Regions from separate parts of the Mus musculus genome. Here all the other regions are linked to region 7. Evidence: chromatin contacts called from public HiCAR-type and promoter capture Hi-C data. All regions are on one chromosome and are shown on one strand. The core of a region is the stretch at or near the end of the contact, and the rest is flanking DNA. Distances in the headings are between cores, read along the strand shown. Region 1 holds the start of Grk4 (G protein-coupled receptor kinase 4). Region 2 holds the start of Nrbp1 (nuclear receptor binding protein 1). Region 3 holds the start of Gtf3c2 (general transcription factor IIIC, polypeptide 2, beta). Region 4 holds the start of Htt (huntingtin). Region 5 holds the start of Supt7l (SPT7-like, STAGA complex gamma subunit). Region 6 holds the start of Gckr (glucokinase regulatory protein). Region 7 holds the start of Ywhah (tyrosine 3-monooxygenase/tryptophan 5-monooxygenase activation protein, eta polypeptide).

Region 1 (3,480 bases), core at 234-2,733, 1.6 Mb after region 7:
TTTCTTTTATTTATTTTTTGAGACTCAACTGGAAGTTTTGAGTCTCACCATAAAGCCCTTAAACTCAGAGATCCACCTGTCTCCGATTCCCCAGAGATTAAAGCCACAGCACAAACGGCACTCACAAACTTTTATTTTTTAAAGTCAAACGAACGTCAGCAGTTACATAGAGAATGCCATTTGTTGAACTGGTTTTGAAAGGAAGGTACAATATACTCTTGAGATGGGGCCATAAGAACAAGGATGGAAGCTATGAGGTTATCCCCAAAAGGTACTATTCCAGTGACTTCCCAAGGGACAAGCTCATGAAATTCAGAGGAAGGACAATTTCCAAACATTCAAAGAGCATACTCTGTAAACCCTATCCACGGGACGAATACTGTCATGGTCAAAGCATACAGAGCAGTGGTACAGGGCAGCTCAGAGCTCAGAAGAGATTGACTCTTAGGCCCTAAAAGCTCCAAGAAGAGTCAAGAAGAATGTATACCTGGAAGATCCCAAGGAGGAAGGGTTTCCAGAGGAAGCGCATTCGATATCAAGCAAAGGAGAGGCAGTGTTATGCCTCAGTCCTGATCGTTTTGCTGGCTAGTTTAAGGCAAACTTGACACAAAGTATAGTCATCAGAAAGAAGGGAATTTCAATTGGAAAAAAATACTTTCATAAGACCGGGCTGCAAGCAAGCCCAAAGAGCATTTTACTAATTAGTGATTGACCGCGGAGGGCCCACCTATGTGCTAGCAGCGGTCCTAGGTTCTTTAAGAAAGCAGGCTAAGCAAGCTATAGAGAGCAAGCCAGTAAGCAGCACCCCTCATGACTTCTACATCAGCTCCTGCCTCTAATTTCCTCAATGATGGAAATATATAAGTGTAAGCCAAATAAATCTTTTTCTCCCCAAATGGCTTTCACTAGCCACTGGGCATAGTACGCAGAACCTGGGTAGAGCCTATCCCCTCACCTTCCTGATGGCACGAGCGCGGGACACCCCGGGCAGGCCCACATCGTGGCGCGTCTTCCTGCCAAGGATCTGGAACTTCTGCCGGTTGACTTTCACTTCAAATGGGTTTGGGTTAGTTTTCGCCGGGCCTCCGGACGCCCCTGCGGGCGCTTTGTGGACCTGCCTCCGCGCCCCAGTCCGCTTGGCTTTCCCCATGACATTCACTCCGCCACACTTTGGACGACAGTGCGTACAGACCAAGCAGTTCAAGAAACTCGTGCATAGGATGCTGATGTAAAACCACGCCCAGCTTCGTCTCGCGATGAGTGCGTCAGCTTCCCGTATTTCGCGAGAAGTACACAAGTCCTGGATGACACTAAACAGGCACTACAGTTTACTGGATTAAAGACTACAACTCCCAGGAGGCCACACTTCCTCGACTTCCTGGCGCTGGGCCTTATGGGATCTGTAGTGTCCCGAGAGCCGCCACAGTATCCTCAGACGCCGCCCCGAGGGGAGCTCTCGGGCTCCCTCTGGAGGAAAACCGTTAGCCGGGGCCCAGCTGTCTTGCGAGTTAACTGGCGGCTGCGGCTGCCGCTGCTGGAGCTGTCGCCGTCGCCGCTGGAGACCGCTCTCGAGTTTGTAAGCTCCTCGGTAGGGTAGGGCGCGGCGAAGGTTGAGTGCTGCCCAGGACCCGGCGCTGAGGAGAGAGTTACGCGCCCTGGGCCTGGGCGATGATGCTGAGAGGAGCTCGAGCTACCGCGCGCCGGCGCCGATAGCGGAAGCCCCTTGCCGGGACAGCAACAGAGCTGGAACCCGTAGCGAGCCTACCCGTGTCCCATCTCCGCGGCGACCGCGACGGCGACAGCGACGGCGACGACGGCAGCGCTCCTGTTGGCAGTTGTGGCGACCCCGGAGGAGGCGGAGGAAGAAGCGACAGAGACGGTCGCTGTCGCGGAGGGCCACCGTCCAGAAGCCGCGTTCCTCAAAGGACAAGGGATGCCCCGAGGCTTCTGCCGCGGGTTTAGGATCTCCTTCCCCGCAGCCTTCCCCGTCTCCATTGCCTCGACTCCGAAAAGTTCGACGTCGGAAACCGCGGCAGCGACGGCGCAGGACAGCGATCATGGAACTCGAGAACTTCGTGGCCAACAATCTGTTGCTGAAGGCCCGTCTAGGTGGGTGCACCCCGGGCTCCCCGTCTCCCCGAAGGTAGCGCCTCCTAGGAACTTTAACCTTGGAGAGAATCCTGATTCCTTGGTACCTTATTGTCTAATAAGGGAGTTTTGATTCTACTGGAACCAATTCTGGATTGGAGCTGCAGCTTAGCGGGTGTCAGTCAGTGATCCTGGGCTAACTTTTGTTGTTTTGAAACAGTAGCGCTAGCCTAACAGGCACAAGGGGCTGATTGAGTTCCATCTCACTCTCAGCGCTGCTAATCTGAAAGACAGAGTATGGAAAGTTATGCATTGCACACTTTCTAGGATTACCCAGGCAAAGGTTCCATGGGAAGTAGACGCTATTAAGAAGCTTCAGTGTGTTCACCTCACAGAATGTGAAGTATATTCTTTGAGAAAAACCAGTGAGTAACAGATGTTTTTGATTTTTCTTTTTGTTCCTTTTAAAAATTGATTTTAGCCGGGCAGTGGTGGCGCATGGTGGCACACGCCTTTAATCCCAGCACTCGGGAGGCAGAGGCAGGTGGATTTCTGAGTTGGAATCCAGCCTGGTCTACAAAGTGAGTTCCAGGACAACCAGGGCGACACAGAGAAACATTGTCTCGAAAAACCAACCAACCAACCAAACAAACAAAAAACCCCACAAGTCCATTTACGTTCCAAGTGATTTTCAGGAAGAAGAATCTTAATTGGACAATATAACTATTTTCAATATGGGAAGCCCTAACAAGAAACATTGTCAGAAATTTCTTATAGTGAGTGGTGTCCAGAATTGAATACCAAACTAAGGGCTTTGAAACCCCTGTGAGCAAGGAGCAGAGAGAGGAGGCTTGAAGCAGGAAGATCCTCTGTGCAATGGCAGTCTAGGCTCCATAGTCTGCGAACTATGGAGTAGACTATGAGTTCTACTATAGTAGAACTATGGAGACTAGAGCTATCATCAAAGAAACAAACAAATGAAAGAAAAGACATTACTCTGTCAGTATTTTTGAATTAATACTATTATTCAAAATAATACTGTTTTGAGGGGCTGGCAAGATGGCTCAGTGGTTAAGAGTGCTGACTGCTCAACCATCCGTAATGAGATCTGACGCCCTCTTCTGGTGTGCCTGAAGACAGTTACAGTGTACTTAACGTAGAATAATAAATAAATCAATAAATCTTCTGGCCAGATCGAGGGGGTTCAATTTCCAACAACCACATGATGGCTCACAACCATCTGTACACCTAGTGTACTCATATACATAAAATAAATATTTTTTTTAAATCCCCTTCAAGGACTAATTGGAATTTGGAGTGAGAAACAACATGAACAGTCGAATGTTCTACTGAAAGAGAAGCAAGTGCATACTTCTGAGTCTTTCCTAACTG
Region 2 (3,863 bases), core at 758-3,257, 1.8 Mb before region 7:
AGTGTTTGCTTCCGTATACTGTATGCATGCCTAGGTTCCATGGAGGTCAAAAGAGGGTGCCAGATTTTCTCAGACTGGAGCTACAGATAATTGTGAGCTGCCATGTATATATACCAAACCAGGGTTATCTACAAAAGCAGAGAGTGCTCTTAATTGCTAGGCTCTGTCTCCATATCAATTTCTTTTTTGTTTTTGTTTTTCACAGACATGGTTTCTCTGTGTAGACCTGGCTGTCTTAGAACTCAACTCTATTGACCAGGCTGGCCTTGAACTCAGAGATCCTCTTGCCTCTGCCTCCTGAGTCCTGAGGTTAAAGGCTTGGGCCACAGTCAAGCTAATTTCTGAGTTTTTATAATAAGCATTCATTATTTTTTGTTTGCTTTTGGTTTTCCAAGTCAGGATTTCTCTTTGTAGCCCTGGCTGTCCTAGAACTTGTTCTGTAGACCGGGCTGGCTATAAGTGCACAGATATCCACCAGCCTCTGCCTCCGGAGTGTTGGGGTTAAAGGCATGCACAACCATCATCTGGCTAGTATTTATTACTTTTGTAATCAGGAAACATAAGTGAGGTGGTAAAAATGTAGGCAGCAGTTGGTCATTTTAGGTATACATGAGAAAATAACTGAAAATGAGGTTGCCAAAAGATCCTCTGTGCACATTTGAAATAGTACTGACAGAAAATAATAGGAACTAAAGTAGCATGAACAGATATGTCATGAATGCTTGCCATGGCTCAGGAGTTACAATGGCTTTGGCAGAAAGGCTAATCTGGAGAGGATGAGCACCCTTCTGAGACTAGAACAAACTTTGAAATGGTGTGCTATACATTTTAGGTAAGTGCATCTTTTAATCCAACATCAGAATTCTATTTTGTCTTGACACAGTGTTGTTGCTCTATTGCTTATGCTGACCTTGAACTCACGGCATTAGCCTACTGAGTGATAGGATTACAGGTATGCATTACTATGCTGGGTGAAAAAAAAAGTTTGTTTTTGAGACTATGTAGCCCTGGTTGGCCTTGAATTCACAGAGATCTCTCTGGCATGCTTGTTGAAATTTCAGTTTTTAAAGCAAGCATTTTAAAGTGAAGAGATGAGAAAAAAATGAGTCTCTATAGGATTTCTGTGTGAACCCGTGAACTAGGATTAACTAGTCCCTTTAAGGAGAGTAAAATTGGTGATTGTGACATTCTCAGATTCAGATGATTCATCCTTCTTCCTTGATAATACATGTATAATGGTATTATACATCTCTTAAATTCTGCCTTTAACTTTCTAAGATCAATGGCTTACCCAGAATCTATTGTAATTCTTTACACTCACAGACAATGTAAACTCTTTCCAAATAATACCTTTTCAAAGACAGTTTTGATGGATCTTCTTACTTCGGATTCTATTTTGGACTCATGTCAACTTAAATTTGAGTAACTTTTTTTTTTTGTTTTGTTTTGTTTCTTTTTCGAATTTGCCAACTATCATTGGATAACTTCAATGAGTTCTCCCTTATGTGGGTCGAATCAGGTTATGTCTGGGTAAATAATGTTATGCAAATCAGCAACTATTAGTTTTCATGTTAAGCGATTAAAAAAAAGCTTTCTGAAAATTTGATGACCAGTGCACTGTCTCTTTCCCAAATGGGGAATGTGGGTGGGTTCGTTCCTCAGATTGAAAGGCTGCGTCTTCCGTTCCTTTTGTCTTCTTAGAGGATTAGGACTGTCATGGCGCTTTCAAGAAGAGAGAGAAGGCCTTCCTTTCGTCCGGCAGAATTACTTGGGGGCACCTCGACTGGGAGGAGGATGGACAGAGAGACAAGAAGACAACGCTGGCAGGCAGTCTGCCGGAACCCCGCAAGGGGAGGAGACCCGGCAGTAGACTGCCTTGAGAGCCTCGGTCTGTGGGAACCGCCCCCCGCTGCCCTGTCCAATGGAAACCTGGCGGCGGTGCGGCACCGCCCACTGTTGGTCCGGACGCCGCGAGGGCGGGGCCCGCAGTTCGGTTGCGCTGCGGAGCGCAGCTGTGAGGGAGTCGCTGGGATCCGAGGCCCCGGAACCCGAGCTGGAGCTGAAGCGCAGGCTGCGGGCGCGGAGTCGGGAGGTGAGCTCCGGAGAAAGAGGCCCTGGAGGGAGGGGCTCGCGGAAGGGCGGCAGGATGACCCCGAGCCGCGGGCCGGCAGGACGCGGCCGGCGGGTGCTGTCGGGCGGCCCTGCTTTCTCGGGAGTCAGGCCCGACCTAGCCCGGCCCGTCGCAGCTGAGGGGCCACCTTGGCCCCAGGGCGCCGCCCGCCCTCCTGGTGTCTCCGGCGTGGCCGCGGCGGCCCGGAATTCTGCGGGCGCGGGTCGGGGGGCCCCGGCGTTCTCTTGGAACTCTGGCCGCGAGAGGCGGGGCAGGCGGCGCGGGCGGGGGCGGGGCGGGGGCCCGGGCCCGAGGGCCTGCGGAAGGAAGCGCGGCGTCCGGGCCGGGCCTGCTCGCGGGGCGGCGCGCCGAGCGCGGGGGCGTGGTCTGCGGCCTGACGGCGGGGCAGGGCTGGCCTTTGATGAGGTGGCTGTGGTGCTCGGTCTCCTGGCCGGCCACTGTCTGTCCGCCGCCGCTTCCTTCCAGATACTGGCCGGGCGACCTGTTGGAGTGTTGACAAGCTGAGGGCCTCCTCCCTCCGAGCTTGCATTCTCTCCGACTGAGCAGTTCTGTTGACCTCAGAGGCTTTCTGGGTTTCCTCAGAGCGGCCTGTGGCTGCGAGCTATGCGGGGTGATGTGCAGAGGGCTTTCAACTAATAATGGAAGCCGGGAGAACAACTTTGCGAGATGACAGACAATGCCCTGTAGTGAATGTACTATGCGTCCTCAGGGTAGCTAGAGGCTTCGAGGAGATACCCTCACCGATGCAAATGAGCTTTTCCACAGTGATCCCTGTTAAAACTGCCAGCAGCTCTGAGGCAGAACCCCCAGTGTTGCACACGTTTCTGCATCTCTTGCGGGAGTGCTTGGAGATCTTTAGGCACTGCTCTTATTTTACCTTCTGGGACATGATTGGGAGGGCAATGTGCTTTCTGGATGTTTGTCTCTGATGACAGTTCATCTTTTCTCTAAGTGCCCCGTGGAGGGGCTGCCTGTTTCCTTGGTCCTGTAGTTTTAGATTCCATGGGCTTTGACGTTCCAGAGTATATTCTGTATCTCGCTAGACTTTCACTTATCCGTTCAGATTGGATGCACATTCTGCGAATGTAGCTGAAACAGACTTTATTATTTTCTTAGCTCTTTGATAGGGGACGGAGGAAAAAGTGATCCTTAACTCATCTTTTTTAGTGGTTTATTAAGACATGCACGCAACTAATAGCTGTCTTGGCAGACTGAGGAGGCTTTCAAGGACTTTCCTTAGAAATTAAAGTGGGGAAGTATCCTACCAGATTTCCCCTCCCCCGCCCCCGTCCCGTAGTGTTCTTTGCGTTTACTAGAGCGTTAATACAAGTCCCTCGATTCAGATAAAACTGTATAGGCTGGGGAGAGATGCGTAGAAAGGGTCGCAAGAGAGTTGTATGGCCATTCTGGTGTTGATTGCAGGTCTTAGGTATTCTGAACTGACTCTGGAGTGCAAGTTTACTTTCCAGGGTATCGCTTTCTTACTAGACTGCTCTTCCTTGAGTTAATCACACACAGGTTTCAGTTTTTTTTTTACAGTCTGTGTTCATTTGATTGTCCCTTTTTTTTTTTTTTTTTTTTTTTGGTATGGGTTAATTAGAAACTTAGGTTTTTCTTAAAGCAACTCTGCGCCTATAGAAATGTTATTTTTAGTACTTTACCTATAAAAACTATAGCTTGAATTATTTGTTTCTGAAGGAGGTAACTGGTATCAGATCTAGTGCCTCAGAGA
Region 3 (3,828 bases), core at 1,093-3,592, 1.8 Mb before region 7:
TTCATCAGCATGACATCCTGGATATGCAAGTGTAAGATCCATGTAATTTTTTCTTTTCTATGAGCTAAAGAATAGTTCAGGAGTAGAGCATTTGCTTAACATTTCCCAAAATCTTGGAGTCAATCTCCAGTACAGGAAGGAACAAAGAGAGGGAGGGAGGGAGGGAGGGAAGAAGACTTGCTAATAGAGAAACTCTAATATCAAACACTGGCATCATTCACAACAGTGGAACATTAAATTGCGATTAAGTAACTATGGTAACCATAGCTACGAAACAGATTCTCACTTCAGATTTAAAGGTGTCAGTTGGCCAGGATGGTGAAAGCTTGTCATCTCAGCCCTTAGGAGCTGAAGCTAAAGGATCTGGAATTCCAGGCCAATCAGGGATAAAAACCTGTCTCCAAGAAAGTGGTCTTGTAAAACAAGTAACAACAAACCAATATTCAGACTTTAGTAAACTAAGACAAAATCAATCTGTCTTTGAACGTTTGGAAGGTGGTGGTAGCGCATGCCTTTAATCCCAGAACTTGAGAGGCAGAGGCAGGCAGATTTCTGAGTTCGAGGCCAGCCTGGTCTACAGAATGAGTTCCAGGACAGCCAGGGCTACACAAGAAACCCTGTCTTGAAAAACCAAAAGAGAAAGTTTGTAAGATAAAGATAAGAAAGTAAGTTAAGTAAGTTTGTAAGATCTTGCCTTCCTGGTTTACTACACTATTCGAACTCGATGCATGAATCAGTATATAACTTTTTTCAGTGAGTGACTCAACATACAAAAAAAAAATCCTTTTAAAAATTCACTTCTGAGGGAGGGTGTGGGGGACTTTTGGGATAGCATTGGAAATGTAATTGAGGAAAATACGTAATAAAAAAAATACAAAAAAAAAAAAGAAAAAATTCACTTCTAGTAAAAGGCAGTGGCAGTGAATGGTAGAATTCCTATTTAGGATCTGACAATACAAATTTTAAACAGTAAAGGAAGAAATGTTCAGTAAATTCTAACTAGGATTTTTATATCCCATACTGTCTGATTTCCTTGCTGCTTCAGGTTGCTAACCTGACTACTTTGGCAAAAGAAAAACAATTAGATAATACTTCATCTTAAACACGGACTCACTTCACATACACTGTTTAATACACTGGTTCCCAAAGTATTCCTATCATGCAACTGGTGATTTATCAGATAATTTTACTGGTCCAAAAACAAACATATTATTTGTACAAAAACCTGCAACTCACGTTTTCAGTTGATACTGCTAGAAACTAAAGAGTGTAAATCTGAATAGAACAACTTAAAACTATTAGGAAAAATGGCACTGCAGTTGATAGCGGTAAGCGGTAAAAGGTAACGTAAGCAAAGGTTAATTTGAATTTATGTAACAATCAATGTACCTCCAAGGGCAAAAAGACCTGGTTATGTCCTAAACCTGCCCAGAAAAGTGAATTACCTCCTGTGGGGGTGAAGTCGCCATCTCTGTCTTGTCCAAAAGACGGCAAACTTGCCGCGGGATAAAAGGACCAGTATAAGGAAACATAACTGGCCCTTGGCTGCGCCAATGGGGTTGCAGCGCGCGGGGCACAACCCCCGGGGTTAGAGCCACTTGGAGGAAAAGGCTGAGACACAGTAAGAGGGAATGAGCACAAGAGGACTGACTGCAATCAGACAGAGACACCACCACCTGCCATTCCCCAATCCTGGCCGTGGGGGCAGCTTTCGAGCCCCAGGCGAGCCCTGATTTCCCTAAGCCTTAAGATAACTGCAGGTTCACCCAAGTCCGAAGGCCCAACGTAACGAGTTCAACGTAAGCAGTGCAGAAACCTGAGTCCAGTTTACCGCGCTACATACACCGAATTGGGGAAGAAGGTAAGACCGGCTGGCAGAGATGGGGGATGCTCAGTGGCCCCAGTGGGGACGGAGGAGAGAGCTCGACGGTTCTCGGGAGAAGCGCAAAGGCTAGGAGGCGCGCTGTCTTGCGCGGGAGTAAGACGGGAATCGGGAATCGGTTCCCATTGCCTTAGCGCTACGGCAAAAGAATGGGAGGAGTAATTTTGGGTCCCCCGCACACCCCGTTGCGGTACACTCACCCGCGCCAAAGTCCTTCCGGAAGTCCAAGTTCGAAGATGGCGCCGCCTGTCGGGTCGCGGTTTTATGACGAAATCTTGATCGGCTCTTCCTTGCCCCGCCCCCGAGACAAGGTAAACGCAAGCTTGGTCTGGAACGCGTTTCCTGCCGAGCTTTCTTTTAAACTCTGTGTTCCATAATGCAGCGCGGCGCGGCACTGAGCCCTCCGACGCCCGCGAGCTGGAGCGTGGCTTCCGCGGCCCTAGGACACTGCAGGGCCTTCTGGGAATTTCAGCGACCGGAAGGGGAGGTCGGCGCCTGCGCGGCACCGCAGCTCCACCAGCAGCCTTGTGGAAAAGCATTGAAGAGGAAAGTGTCGCGCTTCTGCTGTCGCCGAGCGTTCCGACCTGCCTTTCCACCCAGGTTGCTGGCTTTGTGGAGAAAAGAGCCTGACCACACCTGATTCTTAACTACAGTCCCGAGCTTCGACGGACTAGGAGACAATCCCTCGCCCCCAGAGATCTCCTGATTTTCTGCTGCCAGTGAATGAGCCAAGACAGGAAGAAAATAAAGAGGAGGGCTTGGAAAGAGGCCAAGGGAAGAAAAGAGCGGGGGGAGCCTAGCCTGGGTGGGTAGGCTGCGCTTTTAAAGAGAGCATCAACCCAGGCCTCACGCCACTCCCTCACTGGGAAGTGGCCTCCGAGCAACAAGGTTTTCAGCCTTTTAAAACCATGTAGCTTTCACAGATCTGCCTTTACCCAGGAGGAGGGCGAATTAAAATGAACCGGAAGAGGTGAAATATGGCAGCTTTCCCCTTTCTAAATAGTCTTGTTCAATTATTCCCTTGGTTAAATCTTTACAAAGAGTAATGGTGCACGCTTATAATCCCAGCACTCCGGAGATGGAGTCAGGAGGATTAGCAGTTCAACGTGATCCATGACTACTTGGAAATTGGAAATCAGCCTGTACTATATTAGACCATGTCTCAGAAAAATGAGAAAGGGAGAAAACAATGGGGCACGTCAACTCCCAGACTAGGTACTCAAGGCTGAAGCAGGAAGATCTCTTGAGCTCAGGAATTCAGGTTCTACCAGGGTAATCCTGTATCCTACCAATTAAAAAAGGAAAAAGGGATTTAGCCAAAATCTGAAAGGAAAGAAAGAGAACACCCAGTTCTCCGACATCCTCTTATGCTCAAATGACAGCATTTTGAATGGCTGTCTTCCTCTTTTAGATAATAGCTCCTAAACATTTTATAGGGAGTAACAGATTTAGTGCTTTGATGAACAACATCTCTTAAAATCCTGCCTCTGGTTAAGTTCTCTTTGGTTTTATCACACAAAAAAATTTTTTTAAAATAACTTTGATTTTGGAAAAAGATTCTCAAAGTTTAAGATACAACAAGTGAAAGCTCTTTTCTTTCTTTTTTAAGATTTATTATTATATCTAAGTACACTGTAGCTGACTTCAGACTCACCAGAATCATTACGGATGGTTGTGAGCCACCACGTGGTTGCTGGGAATTGATCTCAGGACCTTCAGAAGAGCAGTCAGTGCTCTTAAATGCTGAGCCATCTCTCCAGCCTGAAGGCTCTTTTTTAAGCTTAACTAACCCTGCACGCAGTTGATCTGTTTCTCATTGTTGGTCCAGCGTATGTATTTATACTGAAATTCCCTTTTATGGAATACCATAGTTGGTCTGGAGCGCATCACGGCTCCGCATCAGCCTAAGTGCTCTCATTACAAGCACAAACCTCCATGTCTATCAA
Region 4 (3,541 bases), core at 573-3,072, 1.7 Mb after region 7:
CAATGTATATAAGCTGAGAAGTTGGTAGTTAGCAAGACTGAAGTTACATTTGTAGCCTAACAAATGTGTGACATCCCATTATCTTTGTCTTGTATTGGTTAGAAGTCAGTTACTAGCTGCCCTTACTTGGGAGCAGGGACATCATAACCTAGAGAATGCTAAGAGACAGGGCTCACTGGGCCTTCTTCCAAGTCTGCCTACTAGCAACTACCAACCCTGGCCAGCTGTTAGAGGCTGCCTCATGTGAGAGCTAGCACTGGCACTGTGCATCTAATAGTGCCATTAGTAACAGAGGGGACATAGAATCTAAAGGCTGTTTCTCTGCTCTCCTTCCCAGTTTAACAGCGGCGGGCTTATACCCCTACAGTAACAGTGTTGGTTTCTGTATACTTGGCCATTTCGAGAAAATGGAGTGCCTTATGGCCATGGAATAGGGCATTTGATTCTTACAGGTAGCCTGAAGCTTCATTGGGTTTCTCACTGCATGGATCACCTCCAGACAGCTTTTTCTGAAGCCGGAACGGTTTTGTTTGTTTGTTTGAGACAGGGTTTCTATGTAGCTCTGGCTGTCCTGGAACTCACTTTGTAGAACAGGCTGACCTATAACTCAGAGATCTGCCTGCCTCTGCCTCCAGACTGCTGAGATTAAAGGTGTGTTCTATCACTGCTTGGCTTTTTCCTTTTCCTTTTTCTTTTGAGACAAGTTCTGATACAGCCCATGCTGACTTGAATTCACTATGAAGCCAAGGAAAACCTGGAACTCCTGATCCTCGTTCTACCTGCAGAGTACATGATTACCACCCCTGGTTTATAAAATGCAGGGATTGAACTCAGAGCTTCGTGCATGCTACTCAAAAAGCATTCTACAAGTGCTGTGATTAAAGGCATGCACCACCATGCCCGGTTGAAGCCAACACTTTTTGCTGGGCAGACTGCAGGGGCAGCTTGGGTGTATCCACACCATTTTCAGCTTCCTGCTTTAATTGCTCACCTTTGGGAGATGGAGGCTCTAGAGACAAGGACTTCAGCGCTGGTGGCAATGAGACCCCTTGTAGGTCCTGGCTGGTTGCCACAGCACTTTCCAGGGTCCGTGTCTCAATGTAGAGTGTGTGACCAAAGTTGCATGAAACACAGCCTTTCTTTGGACAGTAACTACTGCTGCCTGCCTGAAACCCTTTCTCAGCCTTCGCTGCCTGCTTGAAACCCTTTCTCAGCCTTCTCTACTGCAGACACTTCTGGGGCTTCGGGGTCCACGGATCATAAAGGGTTCTTTGGTCCTGAATACAGGTCACTCTGGTTCCCTTCTCATTGCAGGGAGCTCCCAGCACGCTGCGTTCGGGAAGCTCAGGCCACCACCTGGCTTGTGGAAGAGAGAGCTGCTTTGGGTTTCGGGTTCCGAGCTCCACAATCGCTTTCCCGGTGACTCCAGGTGTAGGGTGGCTTTACGCAGGAAAATTTCTTCGCTGTCATTCCCCTTTCCAACCTTTTCTTCCTTCCGGGTCTCCCCAACTCCTCTGCCCACCTCCTCACTTCTTTTCTATCGCTGGTGCCAGGGAGCCGCCCTAAAGCCCACTCTCCGCTCAGCTCCGTCCCTCATCTAGCAGCCCGCCCCGCCCACCTCATCCTCTTGCTTGGCCCTCTTCACTAAGGGGGGCTGGCTTTTGCGGGAAGGGGCGGGGCCACATCGGCGGGGCGGAGAGTCTTAAACTAGCAGAGGCCCCGCAGGCCTGCGTCCTGACTTCGGGAAAGAGGACGACGCATCCGCCTGTCAATTCTGCGGGTCTGGCGTGGCCTCGTCTCCGCCGGCATGACGTCACGGGACGCACTCGCCGCGAGGGTTGCCGGGACGGGCCCAAGATGGCTGAGCGCCTTGGTTCCGCTTCTGCCTGCCGCGCAGAGCCCCATTCATTGCCTTGCTGCTAAGTGGCGCCGCGTAGTGCCAGTAGGCTCCAAGTCTTCAGGGTCTGTCCCATCGGGCAGGAAGCCGTCATGGCAACCCTGGAAAAGCTGATGAAGGCTTTCGAGTCGCTCAAGTCGTTTCAGCAGCAACAGCAGCAGCAGCCACCGCCGCAGGCGCCGCCGCCACCGCCGCCGCCGCCTCCGCCTCAACCCCCTCAGCCGCCGCCTCAGGGGCAGCCGCCGCCGCCACCACCGCCGCTGCCAGGTCCGGCAGAGGAACCGCTGCACCGACCGTGAGTCCGGGCGCCGCAGCTCCCGCCCGGGCCCCGCGCCCCTGGCCTGCGTGCTGGGCATGGCCAACACTGTTCCCTGTCCAGAGGGTCGCGGTACCTCCCTGAGGCCAGGCTTTCCCGGCCCGGGCCCTCGTCTTGCGGGGTCTCTGGCCTCCCTCAGAGGAGACAGAGCCGGGTCAGGCCAGCCAGGGACTCGCTGAGGGGCGTCACGACTCCAGTGCCTTCGCCGTTCCCAGTTTGCGAAGTTAGGGAACGAACTTGTTTCTCTCTTCTGGAGAAACTGGGGCGGTGGCGCACATGACTGTTGTGAAGAGAACTTGGAGAGGCAGAGATCTCTAGGGTTACCTCCTCATCAGGCCTAAGAGCTGGGAGTGCAGGACAGCGTGAGAGATGTGCGGGTAGTGGATGACATAATGCTTTTAGGAGGTCTCGGCGGGAGTGCTGAGGGCGGGGGAGTGTGAACGCATCCAATGGGATATTCTTTTTCCAAGTGACACTTGAAGCAGCCTGTGACTCGAGGCACTTCGTACTCTCCTGGCGTTTCATTTAGTTTGTGGTGTAGTGTAGTTAAACCAGGTTTTAAGCATAGCCAGAGAGGTGTGCTTCTGTGTGTCTGCAGGCAGTTGGATGAGTTGTATTTGTCAAGTACATGGTGAGTTACTTAGGTGTGATTATTAATAAAAAACTATATGTGTGCATATATATGAAAGAGTCGACTTATACTTAACTGCCTATCGATTTTTTGTTCTATATAAAACGGATACATTGGTGGTGCTCAGTTTTCACCGGGGAATGAATTTTACTAGTGTTGCAGACAGGCTTGTTTTAGAACATAGGCCACTCTGACTCTGACTTTGTGCCAGTAAAAGTTCCTGTTTAGTTCTTTGCTGACATCTTATAGATCTTTGGAAGCTAGCTGCTTGTGACTGGAGAGAATATTGAAACAGAAGAGAGACCATGAGTCACAGTGCTCTAAGAGAAAAGAGACGCTCAAAACATTTCCTGGAAATCCATGCTGAGTGTTGAGCCCTGTGCTCTCTTGCAGCTCAGTCCTTTCTCTCAACTCTGGGCATTTTATTTCTAATCTGGATTTGTATAATTAATAAGGAGAACTTTTGGGAACAACCTACTAAAGAATGTCATCATTAAAACTCACTTAGAAAATAAGTGTTCTGGTGATATCATTGAGCTATGTTCCCAGTCCTGAGAGTTTGTTTTTTTTTTTTTTTTTAAATAAAGATTTGGGGAGAAAAGGTGGCTTACTTGATAGAACAAAATATAGGAATAAAATTTCCTTCTATAAGGTGAAAAGTGTGAATAGAAAACTTCTTATCCTCTAGATAAGTAGT
Region 5 (3,616 bases), core at 1,053-3,552, 1.5 Mb before region 7:
ACCAATTGGGGAATAAGACCTTAACATAAGAACCACGCCCTTCACCAGTGAGTCCCAGGGATCTGACTGTTTCTGCTTTCCTCCCCACAAGCTGAGTTTATAAGCACATGCACCCATACCTGGATTTTTACATATGGGTTTGGGGATTGAACTCAGGTCCTCATGCGTGCAATGGACTGAGCTGTCTCCCCAGAATGAATCTGAGAGACTTCTGTTGCCTTCTAACAAGTATTCCTTCCTCTAGTCCAGTGGTTCTCAACCTGTAGGTCATAACCCCTTTGGGGATCAAATGACTCTTTCATAGGTTAAGGAATATCAGGTATCCTGTATATAAGGTATTTACAATAGGATTCATAACTGCAACAAAATTACAGTTATGAAGTAGCAATGAAAATAATTTTGTGGTTGCATGGGGTCACCACAACATGAGGAACTACATTAAAGGGTCAGACCTTTAGGAAGGTTGAGAACTGCTATTCCAGTCTTTTTCAGAATCTGATCTACACTTGGCCCTGCTGCTAGACTTTCTTCCTTTCTCTGTCTGTCTCTCTTTGTGTGTCTCTGTCTCTCATTCTCTCAATGCTGAAGATTTAACACATCCTACAAAAGTATTTTTATTACTGAGCTACACTTCCAAGCTTTTTTGTTTGTTTCTTTTGCTTGGAAAAAGTCAGAATTCTGTGGCTTAGCATTCAATAAAAGCTTACTAAGCGTCTTTAATTCACGTCTCCAGGTTTACTGCCTATATGTCTCCTCAGGTCCAACAAACATCAAATGAATACATTGTGTGACGGTGTAAGATCTTTGTCCTGAGGGAATAACAGAAGCAAAATACTGCAGTATAGCAGCAGCTGGCACTGCTACTTTAAAGGCGTGAGTTCAGTGTCCTGCAGGCAAGTGAGGGGCTTCCTGGACAAAATGAATGCCCTCAGCTCTAACAATATACTACTCAGTTCCTTTCTTTCTCTTTCTTTCTTTTCTTTTTTTTTTTTTTTTACATTTACTTATTTTGGGTATGTGTGCATGAAAAAATCACAAGACAACTTGTGAGAGGCAGTTCTCTCCTTTCACCATGTGGGTTCCATGGATTGAACTCGGGCATTCGGACTTGGCAGCAAGTGCCTTTTACCTACTAAGCCATCTAACTGGCCCCTCAGCTTATTTCCTTTGCTAAGATTGTATTTTTAAATTATTAATTTCGAGACAGGGTTTCCCTTTGAGGCCTTGGCTATCCTGGAACTTGCTCTGTAGACCAGGCAGGCTATGCATTCACAGACATTCGTTTTTGTTGTCTGTTGGGGGTTGAGTATATGCTTGTGTGTTCCATGTGTATGCAGGTGCCAAGGATATCTGAAGAGGGCATCAGATCCTTCTGGAGCTCAAATTAGAGGTGGTTGTGAACTCCCCTGATGTGGGTACTGGAAATGGAGCTCAGATCCACCGAAGAGCAGCACACAGAACCATCTCTCCAGCTCCACCACTCAGCTTCTCAAGAACATGAGATATTTTTATAATTGACCCTTTGAGTTGTGACCTCTGCCAGGAACCCTCTACATCTTTATCAGACTTGAATTTGTTCTTTAGGATCCCTGAAATCACCATTCCCCCCAACAGATCTCCTTTCTTTGTATATTTACATGAATTTGCTTTTATCCCTGAACCTTAACTTTAGTTGACTTATTCATCTGTATTCTCCCACTTGTTATGGCTGCCATCTTGGTATAGTTTCAGGCCTCTGTCAAAGAGTTATAATATTAACTATGGCTTAGTTCAATTTTCCATAAATTTTATGACAAATTAACACTACTATTTCCAATTTTTCAGATGTGGAAGCTGTTGTCCAGGGTCATGCCAACATCATAAATACAAAGAGTAAAAAAGAAAAGAGGTTTCGATGCTCAGGTTTGTTAAGCCACTAAACATGCTATCTCAATATTTTGTTCCGAGTAATAAAAGAATGAACAATAATAAATTGCTTCTTTACTAACTTCATAAAAGGAATAAATTCGAGAGCTGCAGATAGGGACTCCTTGCTCCGGATCTGGAGGCTTAGGCTTAGGCGCCGACCACAGGATCCTGGGAAGTCTGATTTACAAGGCAGCAGGAAAATGGGTGGCTCTGGACCGGAACCAGAAAATAAAGTTCAAATACTCACCGCCCTGCCCCAGGAGTGGTATACGCGGCTGCCTGACTCTGACAGGTCGGAGTCGAGGACTAGGTCAAGCCTAGGAGCCTTGTTTATTGATTAATGGACCAAGGCCACGGAAGCACTTCTTCCCAATCGCCCTCTGCCACAGGAAGTTATTACTAGCCTACATGCAACGCCTAAAATGTCCGTATCCTGCACAGCACTCTGAGAGCCTCTCCCCGCTTTCTGGTATTGTGACTCCCTAGTGCTATTCACATCTTTAAAACTCTGCGAGTCTTGAAAGAGGAACTCCAACATTTCTGTCCAGAGAAGCCTCAGGGAGGTGGGAAGGAGGAGGAGAAGTGAGCGGGAACGTAGAGAGCGAGGGGTCGGGGTTTCCGAGGGACACATTTTGAGATTGCACCCGGCTAAGGATGGCTGATCCTACCCCTCAGCTAGATGCGCCAGCTCCCCAGGAAGTCAGTAGCGAGTTTAAGAAGCCGGTTTTACCAGTGCCTTCCGCAGTACGGGGTAAGGCTCCGGCCTCCAGTCCCTCCGTTTCTGAGGATGTGAAGAAAGAATGTCTCGCGGCGCAGCTGGACTCTGGATGTGAGGAGCCCGAGGTCCCGCCACCGCAGCCGGACAGCCAGGAGACCGGGGGTCCACCGGTGGAGCAACTCCGCTCCCCGCGGGTAGCTCCTGCGTCTGGCGGTCCGACCCGGGCTCCTCCGTACCGAGAGCCATCGTGGGGCAGCCCAGCCACGGCCCCCTACAGTCTCGAAACCCTGAAGGGTGGCACCATCCTTGGCACCCGCACCTTGAAAGACACGAGCTGCTGCTTTTTCGGGAGACTTGCTAGTTGTGACATATGTCTGGAGCATCCTTCCGTGTCTCGGTACCATGCTGTACTACAGCACCGGGGGGCGGATCCCAGCGGAGACTCTGAGGGTCATGAGCAGGGCTTTTATCTCTACGATCTGGGAAGTACCCACGGCACGTTCCTCAACAAAACTCGCATCCCACCCCGCACTTACTGTAGAGTCCACGTCGGGCATGTAATGCGCTTTGGAGGCAGCACTCGGCTCTTTATCCTTCAGGTAGGTAGAAAAATCTAAAATAAAAATCTTGGGACTTCACTGTTTTTGGTTTTTCAAGACAGGGCTTCTCTATGTAGCCCTGGCTGTCCTGGAACTCTCTCTGTAGACCAGGCTGGCCTCGAACTCAGAAATCCGCCTGCCTCTGCCTCCCGAGTGCTGGGATTAAAGGCGTGCACCGCCACGCCCGGCGATTCTGAGTTTCTTTAAGGTTTAGTTGAGTAAAAGGATTCTGGTAACCAATGACAAAAGCACAGGCCTCATTCTGGACCCACAGGTCTGTGTACGTTGCTGTGTCTCAGAAAGTAATTTTCTCACTTCTGAATCCATATATGTATATATTTTACCCATGATTCATTAGGGACCAGAGGAAGACCGAGAGGCAGAATCTGAA
Region 6 (3,655 bases), core at 403-2,902, 1.7 Mb before region 7:
CGCGCTGGCCTGTCTCGCCGCCGTCATCCCTCCCCCCTCTCCCCCCAGCCACGTTCTCCCTGGGCTCCTCCCACGACCCTCCCTATGGCGGCCTGCCGGGGCCCCTATCCCTTCCTTCACCCTCCCTGCTCTAGCCGATTAACTGACTAGAGCCACCAGGACAGGCTCAGGTGTGAGGGTCTTGTGCACCTGAGAAAGCACCTCCTTCCCCGCATGAAATTAGCCAAGTTAGGAAGAGGCATTCCATCTCCGAATGCAGGAGGGGGCCACGAGCAGAGGATGATGGAGATAATTATTGTTTTAACAACCTCTTGGAGACTGCGTCAGCTTTTAAGTCTCTTTTCCATTCATGATCTGATTTGATTCCATTCGCTTTCTCATTCACTCTTTCGTTTATTCAGCAAATATTTACTGATCATCTTCTATGTGCCTGGCATCATTATAAGAACTAGAAAGGATTAAAAAGAGGGCTGGGCATATAAGAGCAATTTAAAAGCAGATCTCTCTCTCTCTCCCCCCCCCCCCCCCCCCGTGGGTGTGAGTGTAACACATTCCTTTGAGAGAAATCGGTTAACCCACACCTCAGGTTTTCTACCCTTAAAGCATAGAAACATGAAACAATTGTTAGAATATCAATAGTGTCAAACACTGGACAAGGGTCTTTTTTTTTTTTTTTTTTTTTTTTTTTTTTCCAAGACAGGGTTTCTCTGTGTAGCCCTGGCTGTCCTGGAACTCACTCTGTAGACCAGACTGGCTTCAAACTCAGAAATCCACCTGCCTCTGTCTCCCGAGTGCTGGAATTAAAGGGGTGCATCACCACTGCCCGGCAACAAGAGTCTTTAAAAACCTTCTGTCACTGTATGAATAAGTATTATTCAACAACTTGTTAGTTGTTGCATTCATTCAGTAAACATGTAGACATGTTAGGTCCTTAAATTATTTCATATGTTAGCTGAGTATGAAATCTGTGTGATCCTAAATAGCCAACCACTTGTCTGAGGCTGTTTCCTCATCTAAAAACAATGCCAACAATGGCTTCTATGTATCTATGTGTCCATGTGTCCATGTATCCAATGATGTCTGCCATTTGGGAGAAAGTGGGTCAGGAGAAATAGAGACTGTGGTATTTAGGGCAATTTCTTGGTCCTCGTTGTTCTTAGCAGTATTTCTATTTCTGTGACATCTCCTCTGTGATATCCAGTTCAGTGTTCGCACACCTGGGGTCCAGAAGCGTCTATTGCTTTTCTTTCAGAGAGGAGCAGATAAAATGAGCCAGTGGGGCAGGGAAGGACTGCATGCTGACATGTGATCAAGCCATGACCTGAGTCCTCTGACTTCTACTGACCCTGATCTCTGGCCTTTGGAGGCATTTGGGCCACAGATTTGTTCAGGGATTCTTTCTGACCTGGGTGTTCTGCAAGGGCAAAAGCAAAGAACGTCTGGTCCTCTTCTCCAAGGGCAGAGGCTGGCAAGCCAGAGTATACGCAAAGAGGACCCTCAGGAGCTCCTGTGAGGGCTGGAAGCCCCGGCGACAGGAACGGGTGTTGAAGAGAGGGGCGTAGGGGGTGGTGTTTTGAGAGGCAGGGTTCTTAGGTTAATCATCTCCATGGCTCAGATAAGACCCTGCCAACTGGAAGCAAATTATTGGGGCCAGAACAGATTGCGTGAGTGCAGAGGCAGGCGGGTTGGAGAGTCTGCAGTGTGGGACCATGCCAAGCACCAAGCGGTATCAGCATGTGATCGAGACCCCTGAGCCTGGGGAATGGGAGGTAAGGTTCTTTCTCCATTTCAGCCTTCTCTTCTGATTCCTAAAATACTGTTAAGTTTGGACTGGCCTCAGCTCTGGACTTCTACTCCCTCTTCTATTTTTTTTTTTTTTTCTTTTGCTACACGGTCTAGCCCAGGCTGGCCTCAAACTTGCTATGTATCTGAGGATAGCCTTGAACTCCTGATCCCTTTGTTGCAGCTTCACTTTCCAAATGCCTGAATTGCAGGCACACTTACCATGATAGGCACCTTTCCCCTTACCTTTCCTTATGATCTTCCTTTCCTAATAGGCTCAGAACATCACATGAAGACTAAGTTTTTAGTATGTGAATGGTGTGTGCCTTATGTGTGCATGTATGTGCACAAGTCGGTGTGTGTGAAGTATGTGAATCTAAGCCAAACACTGGGCCTCCTGCCACTCCCACCTCCAGTCCAGCAGGCATAAGGCAGACTTTGGCTTTCTGTCCCTACCCTTGTGTGTCTCTAGTTGTCAGGGTATGAAGCAGCTGTGCCAATCACAGAGAAGTCCAACCCACTGACCCGGAACTTGGACAAAGCAGATGCAGAGAAAATTGTTCAACTGCTGGGGCAGTGTGATGCTGAGATATTCCAGGAGGAGGGGCAAATCATGCCCACCTACCAGGTGACCCACAGTCAAATCTCAGACACTGCAAATAAAGATGTCAAGTCGGCCACACTTCCACCTCTACCCTCCTGATACAGGAAATCCTGATCCCTCTCCTTCAATCTCAATCCATCATCTTCCATTTCTTCCTCCCCTCCCCATTCCCATTTTTAAAATTTATTTATCTGTTTTGTGATGTGGAAGGATTTGTTCCATGAGGAAATGTGTGGAAGTCAGAGGACAACTTTTGGGAATCAGTCTGTCCTTTCACCATGTGGGTCCCTGGGATTAAACTCAGATCATCAGACTTGGCCACAATCCTCTTAACTCACTGAGTCATCTCACTGCCTTTCTCTCACCTCTACCCCCCCACCCCATTTCTCCATCCTGATTCCTGTCCACTCTCTACAGCGACTGTACAGTGAGTCAGTTCTGACCACCATGTTGCAAGTGGCTGGCAAGGTCCAGGAAGTGCTGAAGGTACAAATTCCCCACCTGCTTCTCATCCATCCAAACACTTCTGTTCCCTCCAACTTCCTCCTTCCCGGGTCTCCACTTCTTGTTTTTATAAATCTCAGTTCTTTATTCTTTTAGTCTTCCCTTTGGATATTTTTTGTTGTTTTAGTCACTGATAATAGTTATGACAGCTACCAGATGGATACTACTTTATCAGCAGCAGTGCATTTCCTTTGAAAATATTATTATTTTTTAAATGTTTATGGCTGTTTTGGCTGCATGTATGTCTGTGTACCACGTGTGTACCTGGTGCCCTTGGAAGGCAGGAAAGGATCACAGATGATTGTGAGCTGCCATGGGGTCCTCTGAAAGGGCAGCCAGTGTGTTCATGGCGGAGCCATCTCTCCATCCTCAGCAATGCACTTCCACACTCTGTACATCCACAAAACCCAGTAAAGTTGGTATTATTATCTTTTTTTTTTTTTAAGTTCTCTTTCCAGACCAGAAAACAAAGAAAGGCTGATTGTAGTCACTTGCTTGGATGTACCCAGCTAATAACTGCTGGCTGGCACCACTGCTTTGATTATTTACTTTTAGTTAGTTGACAAAGCTGCTCTCAAATCCCTTCTGGAATTTTAATGAATAGCTTAGTCAGAGAGGATAGTCAAGAGGATTTCTTTCTCCAGATTACTGTTCTTTTTGCTACCTCACCTGGCCTATGCTCGCCTCCATTTTATGATGATGAGAAGAAGAAGGTGTTCCAAGTCTCCCTCTGACCTGGGCTTCTTTCCATCCTCAGGAGCCAGA
Region 7 (3,375 bases), core at 676-3,175:
TGAGCACCGGCTACATGCTCAATACTGCAGTAACCCCAGCAAAGGTGCAACTGGCTCATGCCAGGCTCAAAAACTGAGGTTTGCTGGAACTCGGGGCACGTGCCCGCAACCTGGGAACTCCAGGGGGGATGGTAGGAGAATCACAAGTTTGAGGCCAGCCTGGACTACATGTGAGACTGTTTCAATGTAACAACAACAAACTTTCAAATAAATAAGGACCTGGCAGCCATGAGCTGGGATTTGAGTGGTTAGAAGGTCCCCATCTGTTAAGTTTCACCATATTTGAAGAGCCACCTCTACTAACACAAATCCTGGTTAACAAACCAGGCTAATATTTCCCCTAACAAGTATCTTAAGTGTGTGACTGTGTGACAGTGACAGGTGATATGGGGGTGGCGCATGCATATATATATATATATATATATATATATATATATATATATATACACACACACACACACACACACACACATATATATATCATAGCTGGGTGTGGTGGCGCACACCTTTAATCCCAGCACTCGGGAGGCAGAGGCAGGCGGATTTCTGAGTTCGAGGCCAGCCTGGTCTACAGAGTGAGTTCCAGGACAGCCAGGGCTACACAGAGAAACCCTGTCTCAAAAAACAAAACCAACAAAAACAAAAACAAAAACATGGCTCCTGAGCAGTCTTCAACATGAGCACACACACACACACTCCTCAGTGAACCTAAGGCCCCTTCTTCTGTGCTACAGTGGGCTAGATTTTTCTTATGTGTGTGCATGGCTTCTCTTTGTGTAACAGCCGTGTGTGTGTGTGTGTGTGTGTGTGTGTGTGTGTTTCAGACAGGATTTCTCTGTGTATCCCTGACTGGCCTAGAACTCAGAGATATGCCTGCCTGTTCCTTTGTTTCCTGGCTACTAGGATTAAAGACATGTTCCACCATGCCAGACTGTTTTGTTTTAATTGCACTTTTTCTAGCTTGAGGTCCAACCCAGGGACCTTTAGCACAGAACGACAGGAGCGGTGAAGGCTTAGTGTCCAGTCCATCGCCACAGAAATCCAAGAAGACACTGAAATTAGATTTTGGCCCCTCCACAAATAGGATATGTCACCTTGCCTTGAATTTTTGTTCCTTCTTCCACTGAGCATCAGGCCCTCCAGGCCAACACTGCACCTCTGACCTATAATCACTAATTCCCTAAAAAGATTTGAACCAGGCTAAGTCGACCCTGATAGTTGCCAACTTTTGGTTTTCCTAGGTTTACCAGGGTTGTAGATTGCACTTCTGCTTTGAAGAATGGGGGACCTGCTGAGCCTTTCCCGGAGTGGTTGTATGAAATAGGTTAGTGCTAGTCAAGGCCCAACAGTAAGTCAGGTCCCCGTAGGTATGTCCTGAACGCTACTCCGCTCTGCCAAGTTCCCTATCCCTTCCTGTGCAAGCCAGAGCTGGCCCAAGGTCAGTTTTAAGGATGGCACTACCCTGCAGTATTGTGGATTCTAGTGTGTCTGTGAGGGGCTGTCCCAAAGGGCAGGACCCACCCCACGCCGCTGACAGAGCTGACCGCTTGCTGGAGGTGGCAACACCCAACAAAGCCGCCCCTCGGTCCGGGGCGCCTCGGCTTTTCCATACAGGGTTATCTGCGGGTATCTGCTTCTCAAGCCCGAGCTCTATCATGGGTTCTGTAGCGTTTTCCTGGCCAGGGCTGCGACAACGCCTGCCTGCGGAACCACCATCGCCGCGCCCCAGCCGCTCCCCACCCTCCAACGCTGCGGCGGTAAACTGCAGTACTCCTAAGGCGCCTGCGCAGCTCTCCAGCGCGGCCCTCGCCGCGGCTATTTATAGTAGGTGACGTCACCTTAAAAAGACCGTTAGGGCTGGGCCGCCCCGCCCCCTCCCGTAGCTCGGCGGGCTGATCCGAGTGCGCAGGCGTGGTCGCGTCCTCCCCGCCCGCCCGCCCGCCCGCGGCGCCCCCTATCCTCTCTCGGCGGCTCCGCGGCGCTCGCCACAGCGCGTGCAGCCAGCCAGCGAGAAGGCGCGAGCGGCGGCGCAGCCTGCAGCCTCCCGCCAGCCGGCGAGCCAGTGCGCGTGCGCGGTAGCGGCCTCGGCGGCGACCGGGAAGCGGACGGGCGGGCGAGCGAGCGAGCGAGTGAGCAGGCGGTGTGGGCGTGCGAGGCGAGGCCGAGTCGCGAGCGACATGGGGGATCGAGAGCAGCTGCTGCAGCGGGCGCGACTGGCGGAGCAGGCGGAGCGCTACGACGATATGGCCTCCGCCATGAAGGCGGTGAGCGCGCTGGGGAGCCGGGCGGCCGGGGGCTGCGGGGCGGGGCGGCCCGAGCCTGGGCGGCGGCTCTCTCCCTACGCGCCGCCACCTTTTGGGCGCGGCGGCCGCTGGACTCTCCGTTTCCTGCGGCCTGGCCGGGGCGGGGTCTCCCCGGGAGGCCTCTCGGTGGCTGGCGGGCGGGGGTCGCCGTGTCCTAGCGCAGAGCCCCGGTGGGGGAGGGGGTGCCCGAGGAAAGGAGGAAGTCGCGTTCCTGCTTCTAGACCCTTCTGCCGGACCTGGGCGAAAGGCGCTTTCCTTCCACCATTCACCCACTTGTAATAAAGGCTCATCCGCGAGTGGAGACCCATCTCCTGGTTTTCTCTACTACGACCGGTTTGGTTTGCTTGTCTGAAGTTGTTTTTTTCCCCCACTTTCCACACCTCGGGTCTGGCTTTGTGTGGGAAGACCCCTTTCCAGCAGTCCTGGGCGTGAAGGAGGGTGTGGGTCCCTGCATACATCCCAACGGTCCATGCTGCGTGCCTTCCTGGAGATGAAATGAAAACGAAGCAACCCTGGGGGCCTTTGCATTCCTGAGACCCTCAGAGATGGATTCTGGAGCTTGATTTCCGGTAAAGGAGACCTGCCCAGCCACACCCTAGTCAATAGCTTAGCCTAGAGCCTACCTGCCTACCCAAGACTTTGGAGTTCTGTTACCACATCACTATAGACAACTCTTCACATCATCCTGGGTTTTTTCTAAAAGAATATTTCTTGTCAAGGTCACACAGTGGCAGAATTACAACTGTGGCCACCTAGCTCTTAAGACTAGGGAGAAAATTTCCTTGGATTCCACCTTAGACTTCTAAATACATAAACATTTTTGAGGGTGAGACCCAGAAATCTGCATTTTAGCAGCCCTTGGGCAGTTTTTAGCTGACCTAAGTATTAACTGCCCTGAATTGTAGCTCATATGACCTATGGCTAGTCTTTGAAAGGCTTTCTTAAACCCACATACTCCATACACATTTAATTTGGAAATTGTATTTTGATACTACATGAAATAGAAAATTGAGGCCAACATTTAGGATTTTCTCAGGTAAGAACAATAATCAAGTTAGCTTTCCTCCAGGGT

What was found. Promoter capture Hi-C pulls out the DNA fragments that hold promoters and counts their contacts. HiCAR-type assays count read pairs that join an accessible place to other places. Capture Hi-C pulls out chosen DNA fragments and counts their contacts.
Region 1: a promoter capture Hi-C map of liver shows a contact between it and region 7, with 5 times the contacts expected there. The contact joins the promoter of Grk4 here to the promoter of Ywhah in region 7. A contact is called at or near these places in 3 of 39 promoter capture datasets (liver and pre-B cells) and 1 of 115 datasets of contacts at active chromatin or transcription factors (pancreatic cancer cells).
Region 2: a contact with region 7 is called in a HiCAR-type map of astrocytes, with 3 times the contacts expected there. The contact joins the promoter of Nrbp1 here to the promoter of Ywhah in region 7. A contact is called at or near these places in 8 of 39 promoter capture datasets (the 3T3-L1 cell line, 3T3-L1-derived adipocytes, cranial neural crest and 5 more), 3 of 115 datasets of contacts at active chromatin or transcription factors (astrocytes, embryonic limb bud and extraembryonic endoderm stem cells) and 2 of 9 other capture datasets (adipose tissue and liver).
Region 3: a contact with region 7 is called in a promoter capture Hi-C map of pre-B cells, with 5 times the contacts expected there. The contact joins the promoter of Gtf3c2 here to the promoter of Ywhah in region 7. A contact is called at or near these places in 1 of 39 promoter capture datasets (pre-B cells), 1 of 115 datasets of contacts at active chromatin or transcription factors (microglia) and 2 of 9 other capture datasets (adipose tissue and liver).
Region 4: a promoter capture Hi-C map of pre-B cells shows a contact between it and region 7, with 3 times the contacts expected there. The contact joins the promoter of Htt here to the promoter of Ywhah in region 7. A contact is called at or near these places in 2 of 39 promoter capture datasets (liver and pre-B cells).
Region 5: a promoter capture Hi-C map of pre-B cells shows a contact between it and region 7, with 6 times the contacts expected there. The contact joins the promoter of Supt7l here to the promoter of Ywhah in region 7. A contact is called at or near these places in 11 of 39 promoter capture datasets (the 3T3-L1 cell line, the C10 cell line, cranial neural crest and 7 more), 1 of 484 Hi-C or Micro-C datasets (B cells), 3 of 115 datasets of contacts at active chromatin or transcription factors (astrocytes, cardiomyocytes and pro-B cells) and 1 of 9 other capture datasets (liver).
Region 6: a contact with region 7 is called in a promoter capture Hi-C map of adipose tissue, with 2.2 times the contacts expected there. The contact joins the promoter of Gckr here to the promoter of Ywhah in region 7. A contact is called at or near these places in 1 of 39 promoter capture datasets (embryonic stem cells), 3 of 115 datasets of contacts at active chromatin or transcription factors (astrocytes, embryonic forebrain and large pre-B cells) and 2 of 9 other capture datasets (adipose tissue and liver).

What each region holds. Positions count from the first base shown.
Region 1 is chr5:34,658,896-34,662,375 of GRCm38.p6, forward strand. Grk4 (G protein-coupled receptor kinase 4) reads left to right here and starts at 1,484. Exons shown (of 16, transcript NM_019497.2): 1 at 1,484-2,109. The coding sequence starts at 2,058. It overlaps Nop14 (NOP14 nucleolar protein), which reads right to left and starts at 1,253. Exons shown (of 18, transcript NM_029278.2): 1 at 956-1,253. The coding sequence starts at 1,150.
Region 2 is chr5:31,238,911-31,242,773 of GRCm38.p6, forward strand. It overlaps Nrbp1 (nuclear receptor binding protein 1), which reads left to right and starts at 2,008. Exons shown (of 18, transcript NM_147201.2): 1 at 2,008-2,092.
Region 3 is chr5:31,177,802-31,181,629 of GRCm38.p6, forward strand. It overlaps Gtf3c2 (general transcription factor IIIC, polypeptide 2, beta), which reads right to left and starts at 2,343. Exons shown (of 19, transcript NM_027901.2): 1 at 2,083-2,343.
Region 4 is chr5:34,759,918-34,763,458 of GRCm38.p6, forward strand. Htt (huntingtin) reads left to right here and starts at 1,823. Exons shown (of 67, transcript NM_010414.3): 1 at 1,823-2,192. The coding sequence starts at 1,990.
Region 5 is chr5:31,524,460-31,528,075 of GRCm38.p6, forward strand. Supt7l (SPT7-like, STAGA complex gamma subunit) reads right to left here and starts at 2,303. Exons shown (of 5, transcript NM_028150.2): 1 at 2,156-2,303. It overlaps Slc4a1ap (solute carrier family 4 (anion exchanger), member 1, adaptor protein), which reads left to right and starts at 2,536. Exons shown (of 14, transcript NM_001347328.1): 1 at 2,536-3,225; 2 at 3,584-3,616. The coding sequence starts at 2,563.
Region 6 is chr5:31,295,911-31,299,565 of GRCm38.p6, forward strand. Gckr (glucokinase regulatory protein) reads left to right here and starts at 1,653. Exons shown (of 19, transcript NM_001374741.1): 1 at 1,653-1,769; 2 at 2,255-2,410; 3 at 2,804-2,872; 4 at 3,648-3,655. The coding sequence starts at 1,710. Fndc4 (fibronectin type III domain containing 4) reads right to left here and starts at 22. Exons shown (of 7, transcript NM_022424.6): 1 at 1-22.
Region 7 is chr5:33,016,891-33,020,265 of GRCm38.p6, forward strand. It overlaps Ywhah (tyrosine 3-monooxygenase/tryptophan 5-monooxygenase activation protein, eta polypeptide), which reads left to right and starts at 1,926. Exons shown (of 2, transcript NM_011738.2): 1 at 1,926-2,264. The coding sequence starts at 2,178.